Regions from separate parts of the Gasterosteus aculeatus genome. Here region 2 is linked to region 1. The links are chromatin contacts, called in public Hi-C maps. All regions are on one chromosome and are shown on one strand. The core of a region is the stretch at or near the end of the contact, and the rest is flanking DNA. Distances in the headings are between cores, read along the strand shown. Region 1 has its middle 86 kb from the start of efnb3b. Region 2 holds the start of efnb3b (ephrin-B3b).

What was found. Hi-C and Micro-C count contacts between places; a contact is called where the count stands out from the background.
Region 2: a Hi-C map of whole body shows a contact between it and region 1, with 3 times the contacts expected there. The contact joins the promoter of efnb3b here to the enhancer-like site in region 1. A contact is called at or near these places in 3 of 6 Hi-C or Micro-C datasets (liver, tail fin and whole body).

What each region holds. Positions count from the first base shown.
Region 1 is chr7:9,657,902-9,663,917 of fGasAcu3.hap1.1, reverse strand. No RefSeq gene overlaps it. Among protein-coding and RNA genes, the nearest start is that of efnb3b, 86 kb to the left of the region's middle. Within about 2 kb of position 4,282, at least 2 of the 9 cell types and tissues checked have open chromatin away from gene starts, as enhancers often do.
Region 2 is chr7:9,743,170-9,748,808 of fGasAcu3.hap1.1, reverse strand. It overlaps efnb3b (ephrin-B3b), which reads left to right and starts at 2,239. Exons shown (of 5, transcript XM_040181656.2): 1 at 2,239-3,797. The coding sequence starts at 3,649.

The sequences.
Region 1 (6,016 bases), core at 3,033-5,532:
ACACACAATGCCGCTCGCACGCACACACACACACACTCACTCACTCACAAACCCTTTGCATCCGTCAACCACGCTCACGCATTTGAATACTCTCATTCCAGGCAGTCTGTGTCTCTTTCACCAACACACACTCTCTGTAACACACATTCACTCACGAAAACATGTGTGACTGTGCCGCATAGTCAGTCACAGTCACACATATCATGTCTGAGACTGGAGACACAGCGGGAGGGCGCGGGGGGGTGCATGTGTGTGGGTACGTGGTGAGGCAAAAAGGGGTTGCTCGAGGTTATGAACAATTTCAGGGATACAAAGTAAATTTGCCCCATCTCACTTGAACGTGGCTGCCCTTGGGACCCCTACATATTAATGCAGTTGGACCATTGAACACTCACAGTAACAGATAGACCGATACTACAGCATGCAAATGCAGCAGCACACAAGTAGATAGATGTTTGGACATGTACACATGAAGAGAAAAAAACACAATCCTATGTGTGCATGCGAGAGGTCACATTACATACATGCACACATACACACACAAAGAGAGCACTACCCCATGTGGATGTGACCCAATGACCCTGCTGTCACACACAGTGCCCATCTGCCACAGAGCGGCACAGAGGGAGGGGACAGGAGGTGGGACTGTCTTGTGAGAGGGAGAGGGGGGGATGTAAATAAGTAAGTGCTCCGGGCAGGAGGCCTGTGTGTGTGTGTGTGTGTGTGTGTGTGTGTGTGTGTGTGTGTGTGTGTGTGTGTGTGTGTGTCGGTGGGGGGGGGTTACTTCGGAAGGATGAGAGGAAAGAAAGAATGTGTCTTCACGGTAAATTTTGATTTAACTTCTGCACAGATGTGCTGTTTGGTGCCTGGAGAAGTTTTAGTGGTATAAGACCCCCTCCAGTCTTTGTTCATATCCTCCCCCTCCTTAACACACACACACACACACACACACACACACACACTCAGACAGAACAAAGTGTATTGGTGTTAGCTCGGGGGCTGATCTATCCAGAACCTCCTGTCCGCTGCCGTCCCAAGCTTCCTATAAATAAAGAAAACACCCGCAGATGCAGGCAGACTACTGTCCTGGATGTGGAACAGATGAGGACCAGAGAGGGAACAAAGACGTCAGACGCAAGGGAGGAGCAGTGGGGGAAGGAAGGAAGCTTTCTGTTTGCCATCTAAGAACTGTGCGCCTCCACTTACTAAAACTTTTAGTATTACACTAGCTAATTCAGCAGGTCTAAAATATCAATAAAGACAAAGAAAAACAACAGCAACTCGTTTTTGATCTGAGAGGTATGACGTTTGCCTAGATGTGGAAAATCTTAATATTGACAGATAATCTGCCAGACAAAGGGACATTTGGCTTTAAAAATGCTGTGTGGACACTCCTGGGTGCACAACAACAGTACAACAGACAGGAAAGGATGGGTCTGTTGTGAAAATGTGGTTATAGTTATATGGTGATTTATGATCCGCAGTTACTTTGGGCAGTTATTGCTTTTTTATTATATCATATATTGGCATCCACTGGTAATATGATGGCAGTTCCTCTTCGACCAATGCCTGAATGCAGCCATAAAGTTTTATTTTGTGTCCCTACTGAGCTTCATTATTTTATTGTTCAATTATTTTTGGATAAGGAGGAAGAGGAGGAAGAAGGGGAGAAGAGGTGCAAAGTAGGCAGTCCCCCCCCCTCCCCCCCCCCCTCCCGGAAGTGAGGATGAGATGGAGGGGGGAGGAGGTGTAGGAGAGTAGGGGGTGCAATGGAAATCCAGAGGGGACCAACTGTATCGGTGTCAGACGGGGCCCAATGCCAGCGCACGTCCTGCCAACACACACCAGGAGCCACAGAGACACACACACACACTTGGGTTTGCCCTAAGTGTGTGAACAACCCTGCCAACTGTGGCCTACACCCAACCAACACCATCACCAACACCCTGACCCCCCCTGCAACCCTTCGAGACCCAATCTGGGATCGGTCTGCGGCGACAACGCTGGTGCCAAGCTGGCCCTGCTGCCGGCCGCGGTTGCGTGAATTTTGCACAAACGCAGGCTGAGTGAACTCTCGATGCAAGGACTGATTACGCGTCACTGCGCTCTGGAGGTGGAGATGCATGTCGGTGCTGTGGGTCGTTTGGGAACATTTCTATTCTTCTGGAACAAAGAAGCCAAAATAATAATAATAATAATGTTGGGGGAAAGTTTGCCATTGGCCTCCGTGAACCCTTGTGGACGTACCCTCAGTTTATTTACGCCCAAGAGTGAAGTGGTAGTTCAGACGATGTAGTCGTACCCTTTAAGGCTTTTGTGGATTTTAATTCTGCTCGCAACCTTTGTCGTGTCACATCCTCTCTCTCTCTCTGAGTTTCACGCCCTGCGCGTGCTATTGTAGGATGAATGCCTCGAAAATCTTAGAAATCCCATAATGCATCTTTAACCCTCTTCTCAGCCCTGACCCCCCCCCCCACCGCCAAGCGACACTAACCCTCTTAATTCCCAAATCATGTTTATGCAAATTTCATTTGAATGTAATGTGTGTACATAATGGATGCCGCTATCACCTATGGAACAGGCTGGTCTTATTTATATGTATGTGCAGATTTCTCTGTCAAAGGGCGGCTGATAGATAATACGAGTCTGCAAATGGGACCGGTAGTTTTCATGGTCAACCTGGGCTTCTAAATCTGATTATCTAAAGGTCGTACTGTAACTTGGGTTGCTATGTAGATTCACAGTTATTGGAAACTGGACAAAATGATCACATATTTGGTTTGGTTTCTCATTTGTTGCTTTACCAGCTTTTTTTCACCCTCAGTTGCCTAAAATATAGCTGAGCTGTGTCTTTGCAGAAATGTAGACTTGGCAACAATTAATGAGACTACAGTCATCCTAGCAGCTCTGTGAGGCAGCGCTTATGCACAGTGGTGCTTTGAGCTAAATGCTAACATCAGCATGCTGCACAATGCTCACTCTAACCTTAACCGCATTTTCACAGGACAAGGTTCCACGCTACTTGTTTAACATGTTCACTACCATAGTTCAGCATAGTTAACATTTTACAAGTATCAGAGGCATTATCTATGATAATGTTTAGTTAATTTAGAAGATATTTACAGACACAAATAAATACCAAAATGCATGTTTTAGATTGTGCCTTTACACTATTCTAAAAGAAGTCCGGTTATTAAAATTCTGACTTTTTGAAAAGACTCTGGAAGAGGCTTTTGAAATATAATTAATTAGCTGAATATTCAGAAAATTTTATTCATAAAACATGGTGACTGTTTTGTCAACTAAAGGAAACCTCTTTTTTTTTACCTGGAAATGTCCCAAAATCTGATTTTACATATAGAGAAGTTAGTACACATTTAAGATCATGCCTCATTCCCTGATTTAAAACCCCAAAAATAATTGTCTCAATTACTGGTGAAGTTTCCCTGGCGTCATATAGTTCATTTATCTTTCCCTTTTCACCTTGTGTGTCTCCCTATAAAGGTTTGCACAAACTGAATGCTGCACACTGATATTAGATCAGCCCAGATAGTACAGGGGTCCACGATAATGTTGGATACATTGCTCTCCTACAACCTGTAAACGTTTGTATCTCTTTGACTCTGGAGCTGACATCGTGGCGGGCGTTCCTACATTCTGCTAACCAAACTCCATCGCTTTAACCTGTAAACAATTTCCTATTGTAAACACATGTTGGGGATGAATCACTCTTTGGTTCAACTCTCAGAGAGGACATTTCAGACAAGTTCCCCCTCCTGTTTCCCATTTGGTTGTTTAATTGTCTCAGCGCTGTCAACAGACTATCAAGGTAATTAGCCATGACTGCACAACAACACAATCAGACCGACAGGAACGAACTGCAGCCTCTGAACATGATACTTAGAGAGGGAACGGGGTGGGAACAACTTAATGTGGGTGCACGTATGCACACGCAGGGGTGCGCACACATCCGGGGAGCGCGTATGTACCCAGACACACACACACACACACAACCTCTTATGCACGGCCATTACCGTACCCTGAGTACATAGTTCCATTCCACACATTATATTTCCTTCGCCAACCATAACCCTCCAACCACCTCCTCCTTAATCCTTCTACCTCTTACAACTCTCTCCCCCTCTTCCACTCACACACACCCACAGACACACACACGCTCACAGTTACAAAACCCAAACCTCATTTCCTCTGCGCCTGCAGCTATAGGAGCAGTGTTAATTGCGAGAAGGTGGGGAGTGAGCAAGGGGCGTGCTTTTGTGTGTGTGTCCGTAGGAACATGAGCTTTATGGGTGTGCGTAAGCCGCCGCAACTGTGCACACTTGTCTGTATGTGTGAGCTGATTTCTTTCGAAGTGTGTAGGCCGTCTCTCCTGTGCCAGTCCGGGCATAGCTCCAGGGTTTCCTGCACCACCTGGGCATCTGGGAGTCCCAGTGGCTGCCATCGGGTACCGTCCCAGCTGGAGCGTGTGTGTTCCACGGTGTGTTTGTGTTTTTTGTGCGTCAGCCGAGATGGGGGGGCGGAGGGGGTCGGCTATGATGAGCCTTTAGCACCAGCAGCAAACGCCATTGTCTCGGCCACGTCTTATCCTCTGAGTCAGGGGGGGGTACACAAACACACACTCTGTGTGCACGTTGTTCGGCACCTCCAATTTCCTTCTCCGCACGCTGAGTGGATTCTTTGAAAAACATTTCCAATAAAAAGAGGGACACAATTATGAGGGAGGGGTAAAGGGATTTTATTAAACAGCCACCATTAAGTAGCCAATGAAGCTCTGTGCGTACTCTTGCTTTAGACTACCATACATCATTAGTGGTTCAGGCCATAGTAGACTTAAAAGAACCTTGACTCAAAGGTCATCTACCTCCATTGAGCAGAGCTAATATTAGATTAGCTCTAAGAACCAAAGAAAAAAAGAAGAAGAAAAGAAATGGAAGCCCGGGCAGATTGGAAAAGAAGAGATTATATTGACTCTTGGGTGGCCATCGTGTCTGCTTTGTTGAAACAAATACATTTACAGCTATGATTTGTTTTTAGGCGGACATTTGTTAGAAGATGTAACAAAAAGAACTTTAAGGAGGGGTAATTCCAGCAAGTTAGTTCAACTACCATTTTTATGTATTCAACATAACAAAAGGAGTGTGGCATTTGTGTTCGTTATGGAGTATATAGTCGTAAAATGCATCAAGGGGGGTAAAAAAACGCCACCATTAGTGAACTGTGTCATTTCCCCCTTATGACGACCAACTAATTGGGTTAGTCTGCTTATTTTATTAACCACTTGTTTTTATGGATACAGAAGCTGAAAGAAGTAATTAGTGGTACATTGAATGCTTAAAATATAAATATATATATAATAAAACTACGGTAACATGTTAAGGGGAAAAAAAGAGTTAATACAGTGTAGAGTGCTGATACTGGTGTCAGCGGATATGGGCAAAGGCTAAATTAAATGACTTAATTAAATGACAATAAAGAGAGAAGAAGATAAATACATGCGTAATAAGAGAACGCCCTTGTTCCTCTGTGGTGCTGAAAGTGCCCTCAAAATGAGTCATTCTCTCAAGATGATTGGAGGAAAATGTTTCAAAGCTTCAGCAATTTTCAGAATGTTGAGGTGAGGGTCAACGGATTGCTGTGTACAGAAAGATTTCAGGGTTGAAACGAAAAGACACAGCGCTGGTACAATAACACTTCAGGCATGGCAACGGATGCGCACACACACACACACACACACACACACACACACACACACACACACAGAAACTTACTCTCCTGTGTTCGCTGCCCACTATTGCCCCAAGGTTGAAACTCTAAACCTAATCACTCACTTCTCATGCACATACCCCCTTCTCACATTTCTGAATTAGTGTTGTTCCCCCCCCCATGGCTATAACTTTACTGTGAAGGATTTGTTTGTGTCTAAGTCATGTATGCTAACCCAGGACGTATGTACATAAATTATAATATAAAATTGTGATAACAATGATTAAATAGT
Region 2 (5,639 bases), core at 990-3,489, 87 kb before region 1:
CCATACATGCTGTGTGAAAGGGATGCTCGGTTTTGTGTGTGTGTGTGTAGTACATAATGTGTGTGGCGAGGTCTGTCCGCTGGAGCAGACTGTAGCCAGAGTCACCAGGGAGAGGATGCGGTTATGAAGACGAGTTGAAGGTCGGTGCAGTAAATGAGGTCAGCATGAGTAAATAAGCCCTAATACACAGCGACAGGGCACCTATGGGTGTAAATGAAGCATGCACGCCGACATCATCCCCTTCCTTCTTTCGGCTGAGCGCACTCGGTCATTCGGCGCGGCGGCAGATTGGATGTAGGTGGTGCGTCTCTGCACTTTTTAAAGCCAGGTTTTCCCACACAAATAGATTCCCAGAGGGAGCAGGGAGGCTTGCTTTTGTTTTCTTGTTCACGCCAGCTGCACCTCTGAACCGCTGTTGTCGGTGAACCGGTCCGTCTTCCTCCACTACATTTAGCGCTGTCGTGCGGCGTGCCAAGGTCACAAGAGGTCAGCGCGACGGGCTCCGGCTCCCTCTCCCTGACCATGTGCATGAAACCTCCCCGCTGCATGTCTTTCTCGTTTGGATCGCTTAACCCACAATTACATTTCTTGCTGAAGGCACGCTGTAATTTAGCACCGCAGAGGAAAGGCTTGAGCTTTTGTGTTGATGTGCAGATGAACTCTCAGCCCCGTTAAGACCACTGATCTGCTCCGCTTAAGGTCGAGGTTCCCTTGAGAAACACGCTAAAACCCTGACAGCTTCAGGTCTGCGGTCAATGGGGACCTGAGTTTTCTATTGCTTTTGCCCCCCCCCTCCGCGTCTCCATATTGTCTCTGACTCACTTTGCTTTCTCTCCCTGACTGTGTGAAAACAACAGGGGGGAAATCTTTCATCCCTCTCTCTCTTATAAGTGAAACGTTTCCCATGAAAAGCCTTAAAGGCATATTCTCCTCTTGGTTTGTCTCTGGGTGTAGGTGTCTGGATCTGTGCTGTACTGCAGCTACGGGACTGGTGGACTTTTCACACACTGGATCAATAAGCTCCTAAATACCCACTTATTTTAAACCCCTACTACGATTAATGCACTCAAATACAGAGACATCTTAACCCTGTTGACATAATTACATTCAGAGCATAAAAATAAGTGTTTATAGGCTGAGTCGTAGTTAAGTTGTTCCTCAGGATTCAGGAATAAGGAAACATGTATTGCCATAATACGTCAGATAAACAAGGAATTTGACTTGGCGGTTGGTGCGTAACAGCAAATAGTACGACAATGGACGACAAGACAACAGTGCACGAGGAATAAAATACAAAATAATGGTATGAGTTGGTATTATAGGGCTATGGTTTAGTTTAAAATAAAGGAATAAAGTTAAATAAATACATAAATAAAATTAACATTTAACTTTACATCTCCATTCCTCATAAAATGTCTTTGTAATATGACGTGTTTGTTCTCGGGTGCAGCTGTGGAAAGCAGTACAATCATGAAGGGGGGATTTGGTAGAGAGCAGGTTAAACTGTAGGATGTCCTGCACTGTTCCCACCACATGGGGGCAGTGCAGTCCCAGCTTTAACAGGCCCACGTGTCCCATCACATACATGTAACTGTGCGTGTGTGACAGTGTGAAAGTGAATCTGTAGCAGTGTTCTTTCCACAGTGTAAACAGACTGGAGTGTGTGTGTGTGTGTGTGTGTGTGTGTGTGTGTGTGTGGCCCTAAGCGGGGCCTGTTTCCCGGCTCGTCCTGTGCTGCATCAACTGAACGGATCACTTAGAAGCAGTTCTGCTGGATGCTGGATCACTTCCCCTGCTGTCAACAGGAGGGCAGCGTGGGAGAGAATGGGGGAGGGGGGAGGCATCATCCCACACAGAGAGAGAGGTGTTTTCTTTTGTTTAGACTGGGCGACAGACTTATGAAGTGAGTCCAGTCCACTGATCACGCGTGTATTCACTCCTGTCAAGGAAGCACGTCTGTTCCAAAGATCCCGTGTTTAAATGTCGTCATTATGAGCTGCGGCTCTATCTTTAGTAAAAGTAAAAATATGGCCTCAGGGAGACATTTGTGTAATATCCTTACATAAAAGGCCAGGTGGATCCCATCAATACAACCCTGTTGCAGAGCCGCATGTGATGCCCGTTGCATGCGGAGGTGGCGCTGTTGTTCTTCCACCACGGCGTTGTGTGATGGGGGGGGGGTCACTTTTGAAAGGATGCAGAATAGCGCGCCAGGGAGTCCAAAGGTCCAATGGGTGTGTGTTGGGTGGGGGTGAAACCCATAGAGAAGGAGCAGCAAGGATGCGCTGAGAGTGACTCGATACACACCCCCCCCCCCCAACAAAAAAAAAAAAACTGGAAGAATTGCGCCCCGTCAGTGCGCCCTGCCTGCCGGTCGGAGGATGGGATTTTCTTCCCCCCCCACACACTCACGCACGTCCTCTTTACTCTCCTCCTCCTCCCCCTCCTCCCCCTCTCAAACCAGCCAGTCGGTCTGTCAATGTGCGGCGAGCAGTCGGGCAAGTCGAAGCAGTGGGATTGTGGAGCGGAGAGACGGATGAGATAACCGCGAGAAGCGCTTTCCTCCGGCTCCAGATGATGCGCCACATCTGATATGCGTCCAAATCCAAACCGGGCACCGATGAGCACGACTCGCGACTGATTTTTTCCTTCGTTTTTTTTTTTTTGTCAAAGAAAGAAAGAAAAAAAAAGAAAAATCACTACACAAGTTTCACGTCGGCCTCTTTTTTTCTTCTCCAGACTGCGAGAGCGGAGATGCTTTTATAGTTCTTTGGTTTGTTTCTGCCAGTTTGCTGGTTTTGAATTGATTCCTGCACTTCTCCTCATTTGGGATCTTGATTTTTTTTTCTCCATCATCGAATCCGTCGCTGAAGGAATTTGCGGATTTACCACCGGCGTTGAACCTTTCCACCCCCGCGCAGAGACGGGAACGAGGACCGCGCTGCGCGTTGACTAAACCACCATCAACATGTCCTCACGAGGATGGAGCCGAGGACACGCGTGACATCTTCTCCTTTTTAACCGCGTCCCCCCCTCCGCCAGCCTCCCCCTCACGGAGCACGTTTCTCCTCGGTCCGGCCCGACATGTCGGGAGTGTTATTTCAACAATAAACGAAAACAAAAAGGTAATGGGAGAGAAATCCCACAGAGTCGCCACGGACAACAAGGGAACATTGTTCGCGGGGAGACAACCAGGGCGCACCGAGAGGCTCCGCGAATAGACTGACGTCCGAAAAGTCCATTCGGCGGAGTTGTGGTTGAGTGCAGGAGAAGGAGGAGAAGAGAAAAAGGAGGACTAACGACCGAATTGAGGTGGAAAGTCGTGGGATCGCCGCTGAAATAGTAGAAAACCCACCGTGGACGCGCACAACTCTCGTTGGTTTGTGGACATCCAGACGCGCGGATTGAGCAAGTTTCTCCAGCACATTTCCAGTTTATTTATTTTTTAAATTATCCAGTAGGTCTGATCCGGTCCACCTGATCCGGATCCCCTGAGGTTGTACGCTTCACACTTTGACTGTCTATACAAGCCGGCTCGGCTGCAGTCTCGCCTCCATTGTTTCGACTAATCTCCTCTCTCCACACGCATCTAAAGCAACAACAACAACAACAACAACAAAACTAAAACGATTGGCCCGCTTCCTTTGAATGGGGCTGCTTGTGCTGGGCTTCAGGGTTGAAATGGCGTGTCGAGGAAGTGCCAATGGAATGGGGCTCCTTCTGATATTCTTACTGGATTTACTGGCGACGACGGCCAGCAATATGGAGCCGATCTACTGGAATTCTCTGAACGAGCGGTGAGTTTCTTGTTCGACTCTGTCGATTCACCGCCTCGATATTTGCGCGACCGACGCGACGGCGATCAGCGACCCGTGCGGAGGAGCCGACGCGGGCAACTTCACTTAACGGAGCGTTGCGCGAAGTTGCACGAGGTCAGCGGTTCACCGCTGTTTCACTGCGCTGGTTTGCCATCGATCCGCGCGGGTTTGCGCGCACCCGACGTGTGCGCACCTCGCGCGGCTCCGGTCATTTGTCTCCTCGGCGCGGATTACAGCGGTGGATCCAGCTGCAGCTCTCCTGTACTGTGTGTGTGTGTGTGTGTGTGTGTGTGTGTGTGTGAGATGCTCTAATTGGTGCTCCTGGGTGACCTTGATATACAGGAGGTCCAGGGGCCCCCCGCGGCCCCCGCAGGCCTCTCAAACACCGGCTCGGCCCTCGCTGGTTTGGGTCTCTTTCTTTCTGTCCTCGGGACAAGGTGTCGGGCATTAGCGGAGGAAATGTCTTAAAAACACCTCCCGGCCTGTCCGGCCTTAACGACCGACACCACTTTCCTAACACCTCTGCTAATTTCCCAGTGTTTGAGTAGACGCCCGGCGGCAAGAGGGGGGGGGGGGGGGGGGGGGGGGGGGGTAACAAGGCGGCCTCTGTGTGCGGAATTCAGAGACACCAGGCTTCATTTTCAGACCTTTGACATATTCTACTATACATGTATATTTATACATCATCATCATCATTATATTCCTCATCTTAATAAATGCTTCATGAAGTCCACCAAACCATCAGCCTTGAGGCACCGCCGTCCCCGCTCCCGTTTCTTCGACGTTTTGCCTGCATGACTCACCTCATAATGACACAAAAAGAAGCTACAAAAGCAGATTGAGGCTCACTGATGTGGAACTCCACCAAACCGTGCCGTTCTCAGCTCACACCCACGCCAGGGGGCTTTTTCTTTTAAAGAGTCTAACAGGTTTTAACGTGCTGGAGGCCATGGCCTGCCCGGTTTCTCCACAGATGTGACTGTGCGTGCCCCCCCCCCCCCCCCCCCCCCCTGCTGTGGAGCCAGCCATGAAGCCCTTAATGAGGGCTTTTTTTTTTTTTTTGTCAGCAGTGGGTGGATTCACCCGACAGGGAGTAGAGTTGGACACGCGAGGGCGGTTCTCAGCGAGAAGCCAGCAGCTCGGGCTTTTCAGGCCTCACAGGTGATTCCGCGCTATTGTGTCCTAATGGAGTTTGGTGTCGGGTGGGTGTCGGGTGGGTGTCGGGCCTCGCTGGCAATTAGAGGGGCGGTGGCTCCGACGGGCCGACTCCGTAGTCGTTCCCACAGATTTGCTCGCTCGTATATTCAAAATACAAAGCCTATTGTATACTTTGGGGCTTATTCGTGAGGCTTACTATTCATAGTTAATCAGCTTAGTCATTCCTCCAGTAGTTTATTTTCCGTTTTTTTTTTTTAACGCATTTCCATGTACTTGTTTCTCCTCGGCCCCCACGTGTCGAGAGCGGTACACTACTTTACTTTCAGCTTGCCCGCGGGCAAAATAGGTTTTGGCCCTGGGCTGAAATATGTTGTGAGGCCACTGCTTAGACCAAATGGCGTGCTGCTTCTTCCAGGGAGAGAGTCCCGAGCCCCCCCGCACCCCCCACCCTCCCCCACCCCCCCACCGCACACGCGTTGCCCAGCATTGTCGGTGCGGGGCGATGCCGGAGCAGCCGTCTGTATCAGCGAGGTGCAGGAGTGCACGGTTCGCGTCCCGTCCGCGTAGCAAATGGGCCGTCACGTTGTTAACCTGTCGACCTCGGCCGGTTGCTGTGCTTTGAAGCTCAGACCGTCCACCTGCAGCCTCCCTCCACCTCCCGTC